2 separate regions of the Sparus aurata genome follow, and region 2 is linked to region 1. Evidence: chromatin contacts called from public Hi-C data. All regions are on one chromosome and are shown on one strand. The core of a region is the stretch at or near the end of the contact, and the rest is flanking DNA. Distances in the headings are between cores, read along the strand shown.

Region 1 (3,413 bases), core at 252-2,751:
CTCTACTGGCCGCTGTGGGGTCAGCTGATCTGTGCACTCATCTTGTAGCCTGCTCAAAGCTAAATCAGTGGAAAGCAATCACTATAGTGACACACTGAAGAGACCGCCAGTAGCCAGTGTGACGCACATGTCACCTAAAAAAGGTCTCGTCCCTTTGAGATTTGATCTGAAAGACAACCAGTGTTTTCGATTGAGATGGTCTCTGCTGTGACTGAACTCCACTCACAAAACCAGGATTTTTAGACAAAAGGCAAACTGTAAAGAAACTTTAAAATTAAACAGTTCTCTCTTTTTATCACTAAACAGAAGTAAAAAAAAAACAAACAAACAAACAAACAAAAAAAACATAAAATGCAATTCATAACTGCTGTTTTATGCATTCACGTTCAGTTTATTGAGGCCAGATTAGTGCTGAAGGCCTGATGATGGTTCACTTAAATCATCCTCAACACACTGGATGATTTCACACTGCTGTTATACTTTCTAGCCTCTGGTTTTAATCATTATGAGTCTAATTGAAGACAAAGATATATACATATCAGCCTCTATCATGATGTGCTGTATTTGGTTGATGATCAGAATGACATTACTGTTTGAAATCATATTCCACTAATTACAGTGTAAGCCCCAGGGAAGGAGATAATAACGAAAATAAATCAAATATTCAGGATTCTGCTCAGAGAGTCCACAGCACCCACCTGTACGACTCCTGGATGTCCTTGAACGTCACAGCGAGGACCACCTCCATACTATGAACTGCTGTTAGTGGTAGCAAGTGACCCTTAACCAACTGATCTCAGCATCATGTGCTGTGATTTATCCCCATCTCCGTCGGTGGCGCAGCGCGCATGCGCTTCAGATCTCCCACACCACATGGATCGTGGCTGCGTCAACGACCAAGAGACAGCAGGAGCAGAGGCGGAAGTGAAGCAGGTACATATCAAAATTAAAGCATACCTTTATAACTACTTAACAAGGGACATGATTAAAGGTGATTTACCTTTTAGAATCACGTTTTTAAAAATGATGTGTATCTTATATATTTAGGTTTTGTCTATTTGTAACGTCCTGACCTGGGCAAAATGAATTTCACCTGTAGACATTGAACATGTAATCTCACGTCACGTAATCTTAATGTATCGTTGAAAAAAAAACGAGTTTATGATATGAATATAATATGAATATTTTTTATTAACTGCATTACATGTTAAATATCAACTTATGCAGCTGGGTGACTGGCTACATTTCACTAAAATGTATAAGGTGCAAATGGCAGAGATAATAGGAAATTCAAGTTCATACATTGTCAAAAAAATGTTTGGTTTTTTCTGTCCTGATGCGGTTAACAGAGGGCTTTAATGTCATAAAACCAGACGCAAACCTTCTCTTCTCACCATGTGTCGCCCATAACGTGTGAGCTCTAGCAACGTGCTTTATTGAGAAAGTCCTGCCGGAAGTGGCATACGTCATTGAGGCTGTCTTGACGTCGGTGTGGCTCACGTCGTTGATCCGGCAGCGGCCGCTGAGCATCAGAGCGCTGATCCTCCTCCTGTGTGTCGGGAGGGAAGGCGTGCTGAACGCTGCTGCTGCCTCTGCTGCTGTCACACATCCACTGAACGCCGCTCGTCCTTTATTTCCTGTCCAACTCCCAGCAGGATAAAACAGCTCCCACTCAACATGGGTTAGAGACAGAGGACAGGACAGAGGAGAGGACAGGACAAGGAGCGACCTTATGGATTATCCACTTTGTGCACTTCAGCGAGGATGATGGGGGGGGAGCCGGACTTGTTTTCGCGAAGACATCCTGACAAAGACGGGGACTGAAGAGGGAGATCGGGAACTCGCTGCTGCCTTCTCTCTGTCTCGCTTCGCATCTCTTTTGTTTTGATTTTATTTTATTATTATTTTTTTTACTATCATTATTATTTTTTTCATTACTTCCCCCCCACCCTCCGCGTGTGTGCGAGACAGAGAAATGTTCGCAGAATTGCTGTGCGGCGCCGTGGCTCTGGTCCTGTATGTCAACACGCTGGGCGCCGATTTCTGCTACGATGACAGGTACTTGTTGGTGTTGAATGAATGACGTCCAGCCCCCCGTGTTACTAACACCGCTGTCCCCACTGTGTGCCTCTGCATCGGCTCTGATACACCACAGCATGGCATCACCGACCTGCTCTCATTCATTCATTCATTCATTGTGATAACATAGCTCTGAATGAGCAGTGTCTCGGTGCACCCGCAGCACCTGGCACTGACAGCCTGTCATTAATAAAAACCAGTCAGCCCCTTAGGGTGATTATCAGATCACCAGTAGAATCGATATTGTGATGCAGTGCTCTTCCTGGTGTTCTTTTACTTCTTCTGCTTGCCAGAAACTTAAGAATCACTGCATTCCTGTCTCCTGCAGACACTTGTTTTCTGGAGGGTTCACGCGGTTGTGATCTTACACTGTTGCCACATATTCCTGTCATGTTCCCTGCAGCAGGAGGGGGGTCGTTTTTATTTTTTATTTTGCAGGATGAGCAGTGAAATCATAAGTACATAGCCTCGACGCAAAGTGCTGCAGCCTCCAGAGTCTGAACTTTCTCCGAGTCTCTGAGTTGCACTGGAGGAAATAATTGATCTCTGGAGGAGAAATTATGTCTTCGTGCTCCGCAGAACGAGTCCCAAACTGTTCTGAATGTGCAGCCTGCTGAAAGTGTTTTGTTTTGAATCCGCTTCTCGAAAAAAATGAACGGGCGAGTTGTCACCCTCTGCTTGAAACCATCAGTTTGAGGGATGGAGCTCGGTGCTCGGGTTCAGCGGGGTAATGCATTACTCATAGCTGGCCTTTTGATATTTGATGGCTGGATGGTTGTCAGAGCCTCGGGCTCATTAATGCAGCCCCCATGCCTTGATGTGGGTCAGAGGCATCGTTATTTTCCTCCTGCCGTTATTTCCCAGCTAATAAAGGTTGATTAATAAAGAGACATAAATATTAGGAGTGGATGTTAAACAGCTGTACGTGCCAGCAGGTGTTTATATTAAAGGGGCACTGTGTAGGTTTGGAGAAGAGAACGTTAATGAGGTTATTACACAAACATTGTTTTTTCATAACTGAGTAAACAAGCTGTTCTCGGGGGGGAAAAGAAGGTCCCCAGAACACTGTTTGGAGCTGGAAAGGTGGCAGGGTCCGCCACATACAAACAAAGTGTTTACTTTCAAAGTCCATTTGTTGTTTATTCAGTTTATTCCACTGTGAAAAGAGAGATAGAAAGAGAAACCAGTGAGTGAAGATCTTTGTCTTCCGATTAAAACTACGTAGTGCACCTTTAAAACACACCCAGAGGGAGCAGCTCGGTGTAGAAACGGCGCATTAACACTCTCCACATCAACCGGCGCTGTGTTTCCTTTACATGTTCGCTCACTGCTGT
Region 2 (3,720 bases), core at 23-2,522, 160 kb after region 1:
TTAACTAGCAGGCGAGGTGGAAATAAGTGTACCCTCTGAGGTTGCAAATCGGCGGACCTAAACAGACCCTCAATTTGCCGCCCTCTGTCTAAAACCGTGGACCTAGCTGCCCAAAAGACGGGCAGATTGGCGGCTTGCTGCCCCGTCTAAAACACTCACTGTCACTCACTCCTTCCAAACACTTAACTGCAGGCGGGCTTCCTCCGCTGAATCCCATGTTGTAAAGATGCTTTACCACAGGTTGAGGGAGGAGGCAGCGGCAGTGCTGCGTTTGGAGGCGCTTCGAAAAATCCAGGAGGAAAATAGGAGCATTTGTTTGTGATTCAGCTCGAGATATAAAATGCTCCATAATTGCTATCTGTAGAAATAAGATCACGTGTATGTGTGAATCGAGATCGCGATTTTTTAGCTGTTAATTGTTTCCTTAGGTTCAATTATCTAAATTTCATATTGTGACAATACTGTTAGGTTTAGGCAGAAAAATCACGTGGTTAGGGTTAGGGAAAGATCATGTCTTAGCTTAAAATATCTGTTTTGGTCACCTCAAATGCGGCTAAAGACATTACAACATCTGGTCAAAAACACCTGGTTTTATCACAACAAACATGGATGGAATTGGCCCAGAAGTATCCTTAAAAATAACTTTAATGTTAACCATAACCATAATGTTGAAATGCATCCTCGAACTGCAGTCAGTGACTTGGCTGTCTGTATGTATCTCCACCTCCAAGATGGATATTGAAGTTAGGTCATAAACATGAATGAAAGGTGAATTGTCAATGCAACACATACAAATGTGGTCATGCTAGCGCTTTGCAGAAATGTGCTCACATTTTTTTCTGGTGACTGGGCGCAAAAATGTTCAAGACCAGATTTCTTCCTGTTTTAACTGACAAAAACTGGCTAATTTTAGCAACCATTGAGGCATTTTCCAGCTGTCGCTTAACTGGCTGCCAAAACCCGATCTGTGCATAACCCTTACCGAGTGTTTCTTGTGCCTAACCAAACCGAAACCTTCAGCACAGCGTTGCCACAACAACTGAAGCATTTCTTCTGGCGGCCGGGTTGGAGGTGATGCACTGTTGACTTGCATTAGCACAACAGTGGATTTTAATTCAATACCCGTAAGTGATGGGAAAATGATTGTTTTACTGTCTGTGAACCTGGTGACAAGCAGCTGAAAGCATTTTAAGAGACGAGGTGCACAGTCAGAGGAGAGAGAGAGAGAAAGAGAGAGAAAGAGAGAGAGAAAGATCAGATGTGGATGGGAGGAGGGGAGAAACACAGTCCCGAGGACAGGATGGGGTGAGGGAACATAAGTGATGAGGAAAGTGCACAGTCTGGTGCTGTGCGAGGCTGCAGAGGCAGAGTTAAGAGAGGGGAATAAATGCAACAGAGGAGCATCCTGGGTGCTGACAGGCAGAGACACAGTGGCAGGCGATACATGCGGTTAACGGCGTGAGAGTGATCAGGCCACCATGCTGCCTTGGAGGATGGTCATCGTTGGTCTTTTCTACTGCTGCATCAAAACAGGTGGTACGCAGTGTCAGGCTAAAGGTAAGACATGAGCTGAGGTGTGATATTGGAGTGCAGGTCAGCAAACATTTCAGTTTGTAGAGTCCAGTTTTCTCTACATGATTCTTCACAGAGCAGAATATATTTCGGAGCAGTGTGAACGTTATTCGATCTCTTTTTCATGTGAGTCTTGGCTACAGGAGAATTTCACGCATAAGTCAGTTATTTATACAGTGTTAATGATGTTTTTGCGCCGTGATTGAATGAGTCTTGGCTGTAGGCTGAGTGTACTTTGGTTAGTGTAACATAATATTGATTCATAAAAAAATATGCAAATTAACAAAATCTTGTACAAGCATAGCATATTGTAATAGGGATGACCTCATTATGTGTATTGGACAGGAGAATATTTTTATCTCTGCAGCCCTCCTACATGAGTGGGAAATGATCCGTCTACATCAACCCCATTGTTTTGTTTTTTCAGAGCAGAATCCAGAACGGTGCAATGCAAAAAGTACTAAATAAGTGCCGTCTCACTCATTCGTCAGAGGAATACTGTGTTTTTCAGTTGAAGCGCACATTTATTCAATGCACGCTTTTATCATCATCTCTCTACTAAGTTCAGATGTCAACCGCACCTGTTTCTAATACAAAAGGAGGAGCAGGGGGATCTAAAGACAATCTGACAGAGGAAACTCATATTCCTCAAGTGAAATGAAAAGCATGCCGCTGAGATATCCAGGCCTGCTCCTGTCATGAACCGCCTTCGTCTCATCAGCTGGGATCTTTGATGGTTTGATCAAATGTTATTGGTCCTATCGTTCACCGAGACATGAACAGAAATTAAGATCCAGGGATGACATGGCGGCGAAATAACTCAGATGTTGGATTTTTTTTGTTTTGTTTTATGGCTGGGGACACTTCTCCACTGACAGGAAGCATGAGCAACATTAAAGCACTGAGAGTCATCAGAAGCACATATTTGTCCTCTGTTATCCCTTTGATACAGAGCCCAGCTGGTAAACACATGAAATGCTTAGTGCAGTTTTACTGATGTGCGTAATTTTAGGTTCATCAAAATTGCTCCGAAAATAAGCACTCTGCAGTGCATTCAGATGTGGACAACTGGATTGTTTGAAGGTTAAGCAGTAATGTTGAAACACTTTCATCAGTATTTTTTACTAGAACATAGATTTATTTAATCGTGGCAGTTTGGAGGACCCCTAAAGAGAGAAAGTAATCATCGCTACAGTGCCAGCTCTTATTGGCCTTATTGAACATAGATTAATGGCGATCATTATCTAAACATTACAACTGACTCGTGTGGATTATCTGATCCTGCAGCAGTCTATTAAAAGATCATTATCTTGTCGAGCCTGCTGCTTCTGACACCAAGTCAGTGGCAAGAAGTAAAAAGAGTTGGCGGTTGGGTCGTTGACTCTGGCTCAGACATCTAATGGTCTTCTTGATTTTGTTTCTCTCTCTGGTCACAACATCTTTACTCCAGACAAAACTGTACATGTTTAATGGTTTGGATTGTGCTGCTGCAGACTAAATAGATGACATCTAACGGCACTGTCCAGTTCAGTCACGAACTCTACCGCTTCCTCCAAGTCTGCGTGACAGGGTAGCTATCCGTCTAGATTTTTGTCTGCGTGATTTCCTCTGCAATTTTTTTCTTCCATCTGTTTTTCATCTTTTCATCTACACTACATAAACAGTCATATCTTGATCCTGTATACTAACACTGGAAGGAAGGACTCAGATCTTTTCCTTGAAGATGCATTGTGCAAGAACTGGCCACCTGTTGAATTCATATTCACAAATTTGGGGGAGGGGGGAGGCGCATATCACCAGAGTGACCCTCAACTGCTGCCAACTGCAGCTACAGTTTTCGTTAGCTCAGTTAGCAGAGCAGCTAGCGGTCCAGACTGGGAGCTTGGAGCACCAGGTAAGTGTTAGCAAGGCTAGCTGGTTAGCCTGCTAAGCATGGTTTGCAGCAAAATACTGGACGTCGTAATTCACATATTCAGTCATTTTAGTGAAGTTTTCAACCAAACATCTTACATGCTGCCCCTAAAATGAAATTACAAATGCCACAGTGTAGAAATACCTCATAAAAGTTATGCAAGTTATTATCTTATATTTATTATTTTATAATGATAGTTCATAAGTAAAAGAGAAAAATTCATATATTTGTCTGCT

Evidence for each region. Hi-C and Micro-C count contacts between places; a contact is called where the count stands out from the background.
Region 2: a contact with region 1 is called in a Hi-C map of an unstated tissue, with 5 times the contacts expected there. The contact joins the promoter of LOC115586239 here to the promoter of tmtc2b in region 1. A contact is called at or near these places in 2 of 2 Hi-C or Micro-C datasets (skeletal muscle and an unstated tissue).

The regions. Positions count from the first base shown.
Region 1 is chr8:24,646,388-24,649,800 of fSpaAur1.1, forward strand. It overlaps tmtc2b (transmembrane O-mannosyltransferase targeting cadherins 2b), which reads left to right and starts at 1,502. Exons shown (of 12, transcript XM_030426122.1): 1 at 1,502-2,058. The coding sequence starts at 1,976.
Region 2 is chr8:24,810,535-24,814,254 of fSpaAur1.1, forward strand. It overlaps LOC115586239 (protein FAM180A), which reads left to right and starts at 1,273. Exons shown (of 3, transcript XM_030425087.1): 1 at 1,273-1,557. The coding sequence starts at 1,479.